Linked DNA regions of Macaca mulatta: regions 2 and 3 are each linked to region 1. Evidence: chromatin contacts called from public Hi-C data. All regions are on one chromosome and are shown on one strand. The core of a region is the stretch at or near the end of the contact, and the rest is flanking DNA. Distances in the headings are between cores, read along the strand shown.

What was found. Hi-C and Micro-C count contacts between places; a contact is called where the count stands out from the background.
Region 2: a Hi-C map of liver shows a contact between it and region 1, with 4 times the contacts expected there. The contact joins the promoter of RANBP9 here to the promoter of TBC1D7 in region 1. A contact is called at or near these places in 2 of 14 Hi-C or Micro-C datasets (fetal cortex germinal zone and liver).
Region 3: a contact with region 1 is called in a Hi-C map of fetal cortical plate, with 3 times the contacts expected there. The contact joins the promoter of NOL7 here to the promoter of TBC1D7 in region 1. A contact is called at or near these places in 4 of 14 Hi-C or Micro-C datasets (fetal cortex germinal zone, fetal cortical plate, fibroblasts and 1 more).

Annotation. Positions count from the first base shown.
Region 1 is chr4:169,786,617-169,791,465 of T2T-MMU8v2.0, reverse strand. TBC1D7 (TBC1 domain family member 7) reads right to left here and starts at 2,280. Exons shown (of 7, transcript XM_015135574.3): 1 at 2,072-2,280; 2 at 575-694. The coding sequence starts at 686.
Region 2 is chr4:169,400,293-169,405,141 of T2T-MMU8v2.0, reverse strand. It overlaps RANBP9 (RAN binding protein 9), which reads right to left and starts at 2,828. Exons shown (of 14, transcript XM_015135575.3): 1 at 1,919-2,828. The coding sequence starts at 2,498.
Region 3 is chr4:169,500,914-169,505,762 of T2T-MMU8v2.0, reverse strand. NOL7 (nucleolar protein 7) reads left to right here and starts at 2,524. Exons shown (of 8, transcript NM_001261675.1): 1 at 2,524-2,806; 2 at 2,894-2,954; 3 at 3,645-3,706. The coding sequence starts at 2,541.

The sequences.
Region 1 (4,849 bases), core at 1,031-3,530:
GTGGTAACTAATGCCTGTAATCCCAGCACTTTGGGAGGTCGAGGTGGGTGGATCACTTGAGGTCAGGAGTTTGAGACCAGCCTGGCCAACATGGTGACTGTCTCTACTAAAAACACAAAAAATAGCTAGGAATGGTGGCGCATGCCTGTAGTCCCAGCTACTTAGGAGGCTGAGGCAGGAGAATCGCTTGAACCCAGGAAGTGTAGGTTGCAGTGAGCCCAGATCGCACCACTGCACTACAGCCTGGGCAACAGAGTCAGACTCGGTCTCAAAAAAAAGAAGAAAAAAATCATGACCAGAGTTATTGCAAATTTACCTAGATAATACATATAGGTTCAATTAAAGAAAAAATATTAACGACTTTCTTAAGAAACCTTTCAAAAACTTCTGACCCTCAGTGAAATATAAATTTGAAAAATCTATAACTTTTCTCAAAATACACCATTCTGCTTCAACACATCACTAAAAAATACAACAAACAACCAATGCTTCTGGATGTCTTTTAAGAAAATACTTACTTAAGAACATGTGGAATGACTGAGAACCAATGAGATTAATTTTAAAAAGCACTCACCCAGACGGTCATCTTTTAGGAGAATTTCTAATGATTTCTTTTCTTCAACTCCACGAAACCCCACTTTCTCATAATATACTGAACGAAAGTTTCTCTGAGAGTCGTCAGTCATATTTCATTCTTGGAGGAGACACAGAAAGAGAGAGAGACGAAGGAGAAAAGTGAATGTAGAAACAATGAGTCAAGAATTAGAATAATTTTCAATGATGTTCTCCACCTTTTCAATAAATCTGATGTACCCTTGCATAGGACCCAATATTAAAGATTTCCTTTTACTCAGTTCTACAACCATCCACCTATGCATCTTGGCCAAAACCCAAGATATACGTTAAAAGTTCTCTGAGCTGCTAAAATACATGGCACAAGGTTTATGCACTAGGTTTCCCACTATACCTATGAATGCCTAGCACAATAGAACATTCTGTAGTTATTATAAATGTGCAAAGAAAAAAAAATAAGTGAAATGGAAGCCAGGCAAGATATGTCAAAAAAAACTATACTCCAACAGTATACACTATGATTTCATTGTTTTTTTACAAATTTCATGTATTTTAAAAATTAACACTCTATTCCAAAATGTTAGCAATGGTTATCTTTAGGTAGTAGGATTCCAGATGATTTTAATTTCCTTTCTTTAGCTTAGTTGTTTTTTTAAATGGGCATTTTGCAAAATGAAAAATTAAGTTATATAAAAGTAAAAAGCCACGAGTTCCTCACTTTTCTTTTAAACACAATTCTATTAAGTGTAACTATCAAAATTCAAAACTTACAACAGATAAATTGCATTAAATTATAAGGAGAAGAGAGTAAAGAATGTAGCCGATTGACAGTGATCCTAAAGTCAGAGTTGAAGCCAGAAAAACGATTTAAAATCTATCGCAAGAACTCAAAAAGTTCAGTGGTCTCAGGTTCCTTCATAGTAACCTTCATAATACTGGAGGTAACTCATCCAAAAAAAGACCAAGTTAGATTTGGCGTTTCAAGAACAGAAAAGATGTGATGCATTTCCCAAAAAAGCACGGCACTGCCTCACGCAAATGCTTCCAGGCTCTGTGCACAAGAGTAAATCTTCAGGTTTAAACATCCTGAGACGTCCCCAGTGAGCAGGGGAGGGCTTCCTTCCTTATTGAAAAGATATCCTCTGAACTGATCCAGTCACAGGAAAGATTAGGATTCGTTTAGTAAATGAAATGCTAAATGGCTCTGAGCTTTCGGGAGCAGATGTCTTAAAAATAAAAAAGTCAGCAGCATAAAACGCGTAATGAGTGTGGGGATTTATTTTTTTTTTAAGGCATCCAAACAGTTGCATGACGATTCGGTCGGTCCCTGTTGTCTAAGGACACCCATTCTTAGATTGCACTACAATGACAAAGGCATCCTCTAGGAGGAAACATTGCAAATAAAATCTCCTGCCCATGCGCGTCCACCTGATGGGAAAAGTAAAAACACCGTGGTCCAAGACCCCAGGTCCCATTCTCTCTCTGATGGATGCTTCACCTCTAGAAGTGGAAACACGCCCGGGTTGAGACTAAGTGGTCCGGAGAAGCAGAGGAAGCCGTGCCCTGTGCGCTGACTGACCGCCGGGCAGGCGGGCACCGTTGGAGCCCAGGGCCAGGAGGGGCGAGTCCTGCGGGAAGGAGGGAGATGGCGGGACACCTGGGACACCCGTGCGCGCCCCGACGGCCCGGGAGACAAAACTCAGCACCGCCGCCGCCGCCGCCGCCGGATGTGACATCAACTCCAGGTCGAGGGGCGGGCACTGGGCCGGCGCATGCGCAGAGGGCGCGCGCAGGAAGCTCCACCCTCACTCCGGGAAGCTCGGGGTTTCGTTGGTGAAACCCGACGGGATAAAGGGCTAGACTCGCCTCCAGGCTTGTGTAGTTTCTCCCACCCTAGGCACCCGGGCCCTTGCTACCCTGCAAAATCTCGCGACCATTTACTCCGGCCGTCCGAAGGCGCGTGCCTGGGTTGCACTGCCGTCTCCGGCCCTCGAGTTTCCTACCTAGGGGAGACCCGAGCCCTAGGGCCATACTTAAGCTGCCTGCGTGCAGGACCCGAGTTTTGCTTTTGCTAATTTCCTCCCCGCCCCGGGTGTGTGGGAATAAATGGAAGACCATCTGAACGAGAAGAGCAAAGGCGTCAGCCACTGTCCCTTGCCTTTGGGGAGGGACGCAAAGGCAGACAGAGGAGTGGGGACGCTTTAGGGTGGACAAAAGGGAAGGCTTTAGGTGTGCGCAGACCGGAGTCTGGAGGCAGCTCCCTAGAAGTGAAATATCCCAGGGATTGGTTAGGGGGCATAGTTGCCTTTCTCTGGTCGGTCCTAACTTGGAAGCAAGGACAAAAATTAAGAAAGCGATCAGTTATTAAGTCCTGGCCACTGGAGCCCAGTTGTTACAGAAGTTATTGTTCAGCTTCCTAGACTGTTGCTAGAGACGGCAATCTGGCTTCCTGCAAGTCTGATTTAGAGCAGGCAGGCTCCCTGGGTTGCTTATTGTAGATAACGGACTGGTTTTCCGGGCAGGTTGCTGCAGGTTGTGGATTAGAGGTCTGTTTTTATATTAGGTTTGGCCATTGTCTTAGTATATTCAGCCTCTCAGGTAAAATACTATAAAATGGGAGAAAAATGAAAGTTAAAAAAATATATATGTGCTAAATACAAGCTCCGATTTGTTATTAGTAGGTCTAACAGAACAAAGTTACTCTTTAAAGTAGCTACTAACGCTTACAAATGCTTGCTTTCTATTTCTGTGCTTGCCTCACTGGTCCACCGGCTGAGCAGCAGTGCCCAAGTAGGTTTTTAAACCGCCAGGGTTTGAGAGAAATCCCCAGTGATGGGTATCGTCCCTTTGAAAGTCCAAATCTCTACCAAATAAACCACACAGATGCCAAGCTTTAGAGGAAACTTAGGACTATCAACAGTGCAGAAGTCCGGTTATAGTGCAGACAAATGTGTGGTATAATGGCTAGACAGAACTTAAAAAAAGAAACGTGTGGTGGTTGAACTCAAACACTGATGCCTCTCCCCACCCCCTTACCACCACCATCTTTAGTTCCTCAGTACTGGGGTACTAAACCTTACTTGGGTAGTGTTCACATGAGTAAGCAGAGTTCTTCAAGTTACCTTACACAGGTTCCGTTTACTTGATCTAAACCTTGGGCCGGTCACTAACTTTTACAATTTCATTTTCTTGTCTTTAAATCATCACCAAGACTGGGCGCGGTGGCTCACGCCTGTAATCCCAGCACTTTGGGAGGCTGAGGCAGGCGGATCGCCTGAAGTCAGGAGCTCGAGACCAGCCTGGCCAACATGGTGAAACCCCATCTCTACTAAAAATACAAAATTAGCCGGGCGTGATGGTGCACACCTGTAATCCCAGCTACTCCGGAGGCTGAGTCAGGAGGATCACTTGAACCCAGGAGGCGGAGGTTGCAGTGAGCCGAGATGGCACCAGCCTGGGCAACAACAGTAAAATTCCGTCTCAAAAAATAATAATAGAATAAAATCATCACCAATAGTGGTGATTATATAGAAGGTGGGAAGGGTTAAATGAGAAAGTATGTAATGTACTTGGCATGGTGCCTGGCATGTGGCACAGTAGGGATATATGTGAATTGGCTGTGTCAAGATCAATTAAAAATACAAAGATGAGTCTCTAAATCATTTTATTTGGGAAAACAGAATTGCAGTTCAGGGCATACACACAGACTTGGGTGGTCTTCAGAAGAACAAAGAGATGGTTGGAGGTTTCATTAGAGAAATGTTATGTATTGCCTTGAAAGATAGCTCATTGACCCTAAGCAAAGTTTTTAGGAGCAGGCAAGCTCTAATTTGTGAGAGAAGGTGGTAAGTAAAACTAGTCTTAGAGTTTCAGCAGCTACTAGGTAAAACTGGTCTTCAGGTTATATAGCAGGTCACCTTGGCAGCTGGCTTTCAATATAATTCCTGGGCAGGCACTTTGTGCCCCAAATACTTTCTCTTCTCCCTCATTTCTGGACTCTAATTTATCTGGGTATGACAAGATAACTCCAATTCATATAATCAGTTTTCAAGGCTGCTATTCACTGAATGGTGACAGCAATATTGGTGCCTTCAACTGCCCTTCATTCTGTTTTTTGATGAGCTGCTAACAGAATATGTGGAAGCTTCCCTAAGAGATAACACCCTGAGACTTTGGTCAACTCTGCAGCCAGAATGAATCTAAAAATATCCCTCCTCTGCACAAAATCCTTCAGTGGCTCCCCATTTCTCTCACAGGAAAAACTGAAGTACTCACA
Region 2 (4,849 bases), core at 1,579-4,078, 390 kb after region 1:
GTATTACACAACAGAAAGTAATAAAGAGGCCAAGAATAAAAACAATTGAGACAGCAGTGTCAGGAATGTAGCAGTGTCAGAAATATTTCAAACTCCAACTAATTTCACATAAACATATATTTTTCTCTGACCTAAATCATGAATCTTATGTAAAAGACTAAAACTAATCAAGACACCTTACAGTACTAAATAAACAGTAATCACGAATCGTAGACATCACGGAAATTCAGAGCTGTAAATTTCCCTACCAATCTTCCAGCTCAACTTACACATCACTCAGAGGAAGAAACTGAGGCCCAGTCTTGTAAAATATCCACAACCACAAACGACTGCAGAACTCAGGAAATCTAGGATTCTTTGTTCATCTATACTGGCTCTGATTTTATGAGCAAATTACTGTCAACCATAAATTTAAAATTATAAAATTCTGTCACATCTAACAATAGCTTTCTGGCAGCCAGATCAGAAGTAAACACTTCATAACATAGCACCGTTCACACAAATTAAAACATAAAAGTAGAAATATTTCACAAGGAAATTAACAAAATGTCCTAACTTAAGATAAAACAAAGATTTGATATTGTGAATGAAATGTTTAGACGTTTAGATTAAGGAAGATAACACTTAGAAGTACTTCTTTGGATGTATGCAAGAATTAAAAAATGTTCAAGGCCTATTTTTGTGCGTGATTCTTTGCAGCCAAATCATTTGGTAGATTTGTATTGCCATTCGCCTTTCTGGTTAAATAGTAACTTACTTATCAAGCTTCTTCTTAAATTTTAGTCCCATATAAGAATTTAACCACAAGGTTGTTTATCCCCTCTACATACATGTCACTAGGATCTGAGCAGACCCCTTTGTAGCCAATCAAAGTGAGGCTGCCGTGAATGTAAAAAGCTCCTGCTTTAGATTTGGGGCCTAAAACCCTGGATTTGTTTCCAGACAGACTGATACGTTAGATTGATTTTTTTTTTTCTTCCACACAAGTAAACTTGATACACGCTATTAAATTGGGCCACATTTCAATAGTTCCCATAGCAATTCATAATTTTATATACAACTGATTTGCTTCAAGCTTTGTTTTAACCTAGGAGAGGTAGGTGAGGAAGGAAGGGGGCAAGCACAAACCTAAGGTTGTTGTTTTTAACTGCAGGTGGAAAACATAAGCCAATTTTCTTCAAAATACTAAGCTGCATTTTGTTCCATCTTCGTTTTCAACAAGGCTTCATATAACATCAACACCTAAGGACCTGTATAGAGTACTTCCAATCGGGAGAGGTAGGTTTCTGCTCCCCTAAGAAAAATGGTGCTCCTGGGGTTCCCTTCTCTTACCCTCCCGGTTGCTTTCACTAAGATATACTGATGGCAAACTTGGGTCCCTTGTCCTTTAGTCCCCCTAGACAATCTCTGGCCTAATTTTGATTACTCCTCCCCCTGCGTATCCCTGCTCTCTCTTAATTAGAAATCATACCTCAGAATCGTGCCTCTCTTCCCTCCTTGTAAGAGGAGAACGCCTGACCCACCACCTGGAGAACAATGTAACCCAACTCCGAGTCCATGGATTCCTCTACCCAAGCCCCAAGATTTATCTCCCAGGGAAATCAGAAAGCCAGTTCTGTCCTGTCATCCCGGATTCCCTCAAGGTGTCCTGCTCCTGGCCTAAGATTACCAGCTCCTTCCTACCCTGGAGCATTCTACTCACCCTCCTCTTCCAAGAATCTCGCCCCTCACCCTCGGATCCTTCACCGCGACCCCCGCGCCCACCCGGAGCAGCACAACAAGCGGCGAGTGGCCTCCGAGGGCAGAGCCCGCGAGGGCGGGGGTCGGGGGAGGTCGGGGGCGGGTCGAGAGCGGCGCAGCGGTGGCCGGCCACGTCGGGTCAGTGCCCCACTCCCACGGCAGGACACAAGCCCAGTACCTTTGTAGTGCACCCGCAGGTTGTTCTGAGAGAGGCCGATGTAGCTGAACTTGTCCTTCGGGCTCCAGGACCGAGGCAGCGGCGTCTCCTGCTCGTCCACGGCTGGGTAGAGGCGCTTCAGCCGCCGCTGCAGCTCCTTCTCCTGCTCGTTCAGGGTCGAGTCCCCGTGCGGGAAGGGGGCCGCGGCGCTGCTGCCCGCCACCAGAGCTGGGGCCGGGGCGCCTCCGGCCGGGCCGGGGCCCGCGGCGAGGCCCGGAGGCGCTGGGGGCCCGCTGGCGGGGGCGGCCGCTGAGGCAGGTGGCGGCGGGGGCGGCGGCGGGGGCGGCGGGGCCGCGGTGGCCGGGGGCGGCGGCGGCGGGGGGTGGAGGAGCAGGGCGGCCGCCGCGGCCCCTAAGCCGTCGCCGCCCGCGCCGCCGCCGGGCGAGCCGGCTGGAGAGGAGCCGGCGCTGACGGCCGGGGGCGCCGGCAGGACGACTCCGGACACTGGAGCCAAGGCCGCCGGCGGTGGCGGCGACAACTGCTGCTGCTGTTGTTGCTGCTGCTGCTGCGGCGGCGGCGGCGGCGGCGGCTGCCCGGACATCCCGGCCGCGACTCAGCCTGCGGCCACCTCCACCTCTTCTCTCCTTCCTCCTCTGCTTCCCGGGGGCGCTGTCGCTGCGGCCGCCGGCACCAGGCGCCCAGTCCGCCCGCCCCGGAAGCAGGCGGCGGGCCGCGCGCCCAGGGAGACCGCGGCGGTTGAGGGGCTCGGAGACGCGGGAGTGGGCGGCGGGCCCGGGAGGCCGGGAGAGAACGTTGGCCGGAGCGCGGGCGCGCGGCCCGGGGACGAGGTGCCGAGGGCGGGGGCGACGCGGTAGCGCGGGAGGGGAAGGCGCGCTGGCGGCCGCCGCGGCCGCTGCTCTCGCGGCTGTTTCCCGGCGGGCGGGCCCGGCCGGCGCGAGACGCTGCGCGCGGGCGGTGCTAGGCGAGGGGGCGGGACGGAGGCGCGAGAGAGGCGCGAGCTGCGCGAGGGGCGGGCCGCGGGGCTCCCGGCTGCACGCCGCGAGGCGCCCTCCCGGACCCGCCAGTCGCTCGTGGGCAGGATCGCTGGGCTCCCGGCGCCGCAGGTCCCTTCGGAGATGTCCGCCTCCTCCCGCTAGGCGGCCGCCGTCTCCCCCCTCGCCGGCGAATCCCCTCCCACTTGACTTCTTTTTGTTGTCGTCGCCCCACCTCCCCACCGTAGGGCTCCTCCGAGCCGAGACGCCGCTTCTCGCCCAGGCGAGAGTAATCGAGCCCCGCTGGGGCCGCCGCGAGCCCGGGCCCCGGGTCGCTCTAGGACCCGTCGGCTCGGGGCGTGCGGAGCGGCTGAGGCTCCCCGCGCACTGCCGCTAGCTCTCTTCTCAGTCCGGTTCCCGTTTGCCGCCTCCCTCCAAAGAGGAACGCACTGCCTTTGGTACTTCACAGTGTTTAATTTCGTAACATTGACCATATGGGCAGGGGAAACCACTTCTGAAGGCAGTCTCCCAGTTAAAATAGTGGCTATTTCATTAATTAATTTTACGAGGACTCACAGTGAACTTAGTGGTAGAAGGTGTCATTAATAAAAACCGGCATATCTTCAAATACCAGGAGCAGGCACTGTATGAATACACAATTATAGTGTGTGTTTAGGAAGGGCTTCTAGAGACGTCAGAACATTTTATAGACTCGTTAATTTTCATAACTGTTCTTAGGTAACAGAAAATTATGCCCATTTTTAAAACAAGGAAATATTTACTGAGGTCAGCAGAGTCAAAAATAGGACTTCCTACTTTGCAATTCCCAATAGAGTGCTTCGTCGACTAATTTGGCACAACTTGCCAAGTGTTGCTCTCTGACCCATCATAACATTACTACTTTGTTTTCACCACTTCCCTTTGTTTAGCGTATCCCTCCCTAGCTGGCAAAATCGGGCTTTGCATGTGTAAATTATATGATGTAAATTCTGATATTTTGTTTGCTTCCAAAGATACGATGGTAATCATTTGGTCAAATAAATGTTTTGCCGAAGAGAAAATTATTTCGTTTTGAAGAAGGTAGGCCAAAGGTGATTTAATTTAAGGCCAACATTATCTGGCCAGAACAAATAACAGTCATTCGGCCTAATTTCTCCCTCAGTTACCCAGACAACTAGATGTTCTGTTGTACTTTATTATTATTATTATTGTTTTTGAGAGAGAGTCTCGCTCTGTTGTCCAGGCTGGAGTGCAGTGGCGTGGTCTCAGCTCACTACAACCTCCGCCTCCCGGGTTCAAGCGATTCTCCCGCCTCAGCCTCCCAAGTAGCTGGGCCTACAGGCCTGTGCTCACACCTGGCTAATTTTTGTACTTTTAGTGGAGACGGGGTTTCACCATGTTGGTCAGGCTGGTCTCGAACTCCTGACCTCAAGTGATCTACCGACCTCCACCTCCCAAAGTGCTGGGATTATAGGTGTGAGCCACCACGCCTGGCCTCTGTTGTACTTTAATAGAAATATCCATTAATTTTAACCTGTTTGATGACTTTTTAAAACCACTGCACTTTAAATCACATGATGTCACTGTATTTACAGTGTTCTAACACTTTCATTTATATTACAGTCACAATGAGTTCAATGTAAGCCAAGCTCTATTTGAATGTACGATAGCCATGGTAGAATAAATGGGCTCCAGGCCTCATTAAACTTACTTGAAACATTTATGAAGATGTACTTTTTTTCTGTCAGTACACTTAGGAACTATCTAGAACTTTCCGTATCTTAGGAACAGCTCAAGGAATAGAATTGTCTAACATTTTGTTGGAAGCATTTTATAAGGGGGACTGGTTGTTCTCCATCAAGAAATTAATGATTTCAGTTGTGGGGGAGGATGCTGTGAAATGGGTACTTTCTCACTCAGAAGGAGATAGAGAACATTGATAATGTCCTTTTAGAAAGCT
Region 3 (4,849 bases), core at 1,275-3,774, 290 kb after region 1:
GAAGGGGGAAGAGTCAACAGTGGACTGTTTCTCATCGTCACAAATGCAGAAGCATATGGTTCCTGTGGGACCTGCCAACCGTTCCCAGACACTGAACTCTGTTGGGAGTTTTTTCCATGGGACTTTAAAAACTGATGCCCTTATGTTGGGCCAGACCTCTGTTAACTTCAGTAGGGATGGCACCAGGTTCAAGGGGCCAAAGAAGAGACCTGGAGCCAGTGAAGGAAACATAGGGTATATTTGGGGAACTTTACAGGGTGGTCCAGTGGCAGCGGGCTGGACAGAACTGCAACCACTTATAAAAAGCATGCAGTTTATATAGCACTTTCACTCAGCACCCTCCCCGCAGCAACCTCCAATGGCAAACCTCATTTCTTAAGTTATTGCTGTCAGATGCATCTGCCATACAGGGTCATTCTCAGGCAATGCTTAAGTTATTTCCGTCAGGTACATTTTCCATACACTTTACTACCTTGGAGTAAAGTAGCAAGAATACAGCTTTTTCCCTAACCTTTACCAGCTAACTCAGTGCTTAGGGGCCTTGGAATGCCTGCTGCCCAACAAGTGTCAGAGGCCTGACTGGGAGGCATGGCCATTATCAACAGTGTATGAAGGTCATACATGACAGGGTCCCTTGGATCCAGTGGGCTCCCTGAAGTGATTACATACTTGGACCACATCACCTCAGCCCCTTGCAAAATTGCATTTAATGTTACACCCTTGGCTTTTGTAGAAACAGGCAACAAGACACTGTCATATAAAACTTTGTACTGCATTACAAGGCATAACCTTTAATAAATCCCAATGGTACTTTTTGTGGGGAAGAGGGATGCTCATAGCCTATGGGGTGGCTGGAGAACTAGTCAGGGACCCTGAGGGCTCGATTTACACTTTACATGGGTGGGCCAAGGAGTTTACACTGAGGGCACTGGTAATACCTGTAATAGTCTTATAGTACTTATAAAGCAGTTTTGCACATAAAATACCGTCATGCGCTTATAAGAAGTTTGTTCCTGGGCTGCTCCAAGTTAACTGTATTCATTTTCCTAGTGTTAGCACAGTATCTCAGGGAGTCTGATTATATTTTTGATTTGTAATCTATCTTAGACTAAGGCCTACAGATTTCAAACTGTTCTTTGCAATTCCTCTCATAATGAACCTCTGGTTCGGCAGCTTTTTTTGTTGTTGTTCTTAAGTTTTACCATTTTTGTTCCTATTTGGTTTTGTTGTTTTTAAATTGGGAACTGCTTCTAAAACAGAAGACATGAAAGGAGAATTAAAAACACAATATATGTGTGAGATAGAATTATTCAACTTAGCATTTATTAAACATCTGCCATATGATAGACATTAGAAATAAAATGACTAGCAAGACCTGGTCCTTCCCCTCGGGAGTTCACAGAACGGCTGGAGCAACTGTCATACAAACTGTTACGCAGCGCAGAAACTACATAGACATTTGTGCGGGTTCAGACCACAGCAGATAGAGGTGGGCAGAGTGGGATGGGGTAGGGGGTAAGGTGCTTGAAGTTTGCCTGGGTGGGAATTTTTGAAGTATGAAAAGGACTTCTGCCTGGGGGATTGCAGCAGTAGAGGGAAGAGCACGGTCGGTACAATTGCATTGCAGGTGTGAAACGGCTTGATTTGTTCAAAGAATGATGGATCATTTAGTATTGTATAATGGATGGGAGGAGAGAAACACGGCGATCACAAAGGGCCATGTTTGCCAAGAAATAAAATATACTTGGAAAAAAAGAGTACGTATGTGTATATACGACAAAACTCGGGTGCATTCTGTAGGGACCGGCGAAGCCATTCCTTCAGGAGATTTGCTCAGCATTGCCACGGGCCAGCTGCTGCTCCAGGCCGTGGGTTAGGAACCAGGAAGGGCATCGCTCCCACAGGGCCCACATCCTAACGGGCCTCGCCGCGGCTAAGGGGCTGGGCAGGCCGAGGGCGCCGGGCTGTGCAAATTTCTTTAGAGCCGAGGTCTGTGGCCAGCGTCTTCGTCCGTCACAGGAGGGCTGACTGGCCACGGCGGCCATCTGCTAGAGCGCATTTCTTCCCATGAAACGCCATCTCCTCCGAAGTGCGGAGCGAACGCAGCCAAATCTACAAACACTGATAAGCTGGATCCACCTGACGGAACCCAGGGCCAAAAAACTGCGGCGAGCAGCGCCTCGGACCCGCTATTACCGGTTTTCTAAGCACTGGACAGTGAGCCGTGCCAGCCCTGTCTCGCCATCCCAGCCGAGGAGGGCAGCGCAATGGCTCTTCCCTGCCTTGAAACCAGCCCCACTGCCAGCCGCTCTCGCCCGCAGAGCATTTTCCGTGGCGTCCAACCGACCCTACGGCGGCCTTGGCGAGCCATGTGGAAGAAACACACCCACTGCCCATAGGCCACGCCCTTCCTGGCTTCGCGCATGCGCCCCGCCCGTCCTGAGGACCTCCCAACCTGCAGGGGGCGATGAAAGTCCGCTTGCGCTTCGCTTGCAGTTACTTCCGAGTCAGAGGTCAGACGGTCTAGCGCTGCGTGGGACATGGTGCAGCTGCGACCGCGCGCGTCTCGCGCCCCGGCGTCGGCGGAGGCGATGGTGGACGAGGGCCAGCCGGCCTCGGAGGAGGAGGAGGCGGAGCACGGGCTGTTGCTCGGTCAGCCCAGCAGCGGCGCGGCCGCCGAGCCGCTGGAGGAAGACGAGGAAGGGGACGATGAGTTTGACGACGAAGCCCCGGAGGAGCTGACTTTCGCCAGCGCCCAGGCGGAAGCGAGAGAAGAGGAGCGGCGAGTGCGGGAGACCGTGCGCAGGTTTGGAGCCCGCGGCCGGGCGGGGAGAACCGCCCCTTCTCGTCCCGCTTGTCCTTCCCTTTGCTGACTTGTCACCCTTCCTCCCAGGGATAAAACGCTCCTGAAGGAGAAGAGGAAGCGACGCGAGGAGCTGTTCATCGAACAGAAGGTTAGAGGATAGGGGGGAGGTGTCTTATTAAAACAACCTGGCCTGCGGATAATTCTCGTGGTGGATGTAATTTGGGTTGGTAGGATATTGAGTGGGGAAAAAGTCACCAAGATTTTCTCTGACAGTGGTAGAAAGATGCTTGGGCCGGGCGCGGCAGTACTTTAGGGGGACTGGGTGGGCGGAGCCCGGGATGTCGAGGCTGCCTTGAGCCTAGATCACACCACTGCGCTCCAGGCTGGGCGACAGAGCGAGAGACCCTGTCTCAAAAAAAAAAAAAAAACTCGTCTCCTTTAGTGTCCACCAACTGAAAATAAGAGGTTGCTGTGAGAATTAGGTGGTTTGTAAACTGTAAGGGCTGTACAAGACTTGGTGTATGGTTGCTTTGCTGTCTGGTACACACTCGACACAGAGAACTGGCTCCAGGTGGACATTACTTAACGGCTTTCAGTTTGTAACAGTGACCTGAGGGTTGGAATACCGTGGGCACCTTTTCCAGTTTTCATCAAGTCTTTCAGAGAATATGGAGTTTTGTGGACCCAATCTTCCCATAACTTGGAGTGGAGGCAGTTTCCAACCTAATTCATTTCTTTGCCTAGATGTAGGGCATTCTTAGAAGTAGTAACTTCAGAAGCAACTCCGGACATACTGTGTACATGACTTTATTAATTTTAAACGTTTTCATTCCAAAAGAAAAGAAAACTCCTTCCAGACACTATTTTAGAGAAGTTAACCACAGCTTCACAGACTCTTAAGTAAGTAATGGATCTTCTTATATTACTTGCTTATATACACTCATCTTTGAATTATATACTGGTACATTTATTTGACTCCATATAGCTGAAGGAATTGTAGAACCCAAATTTAAAAGCTACCTTGGTATATGAATTTGGTGCGAAAGGAGGAGGTAACTTTATGTTTCACTTATTTTGCCATTTTTTGAATTCCTGATCCCATTGTGTTCATTCAGTACATTTTGTTGATTGCCTGTTATTGTACTAGGGCAGAGTAGGTGGTGGTGAATACAGAGTGTTTTGAATCATTTAGTGGGGTAGCAGGCACTTATCCACAGGCTCTGAAAACTCAATTTGTCCCATACTTGCCTTACCTACCACCAACCTGACCTTCCTCCCTGTTCCCCACTTCATTTAGCATCTTTGGTGTTTTATGGTTTAAAGCGAAAAGGTATAGTCGTCCTTGAGAATCGGTCAAACCCTACTAAATTTAGCCTTCTAAATATTTGTATTTTTTGTTTCTATCCTCTTTCTCCTTAAGGCTTTAAATTCAGAAATTTAGCCCCTTTTTGCTTAGGCCAGTGGCTCTCAAATTTTCAGTAAAAAAAACTACCAAGAGTTACTCAGATCCTGAATACATTAAACATAAGAGCAAATCTATTTGGTGGCAAATTCCCTTTCATCTTTTAAAACCAAGCTCAAGTGTCATCTTTACCTTTTCAATTGGCCCGCCCGCCTCCCATCACTTCCGCTTTTGTGTGGCCTTTCTCCTGTGCAAATGCTTGTGTATTGTATTCTGTCCATTTACATTTCTCTCTCCATTGTTCACTGTCTCCTGTGCCTACACTATTAAATTAATCCTTTGTGATTTCTCCAAATGAAATGAGGCAGGCCTACTACCATTCACTTCATATTTCAAATACTATATAACTTGTTATTAAGTGTTTCACTTGAACTCCATTGCCCATAGCATTTTGCTGCTTTGGAAGCCTGCTAATAGGCTTTCAGATTTACATTGTGAAGATCTTCCAATGATTGAGAGTTGGTGGCAGTGTACTGGGGAGTGACTGTTGCTTTCCAAACTGAGAGCTCCTGAGTAGAAATTGAGGGTGTTGGTAATGAAAGGGAGTGTCTTGCTTGTAAAGTCAGATGAAATAATATAAC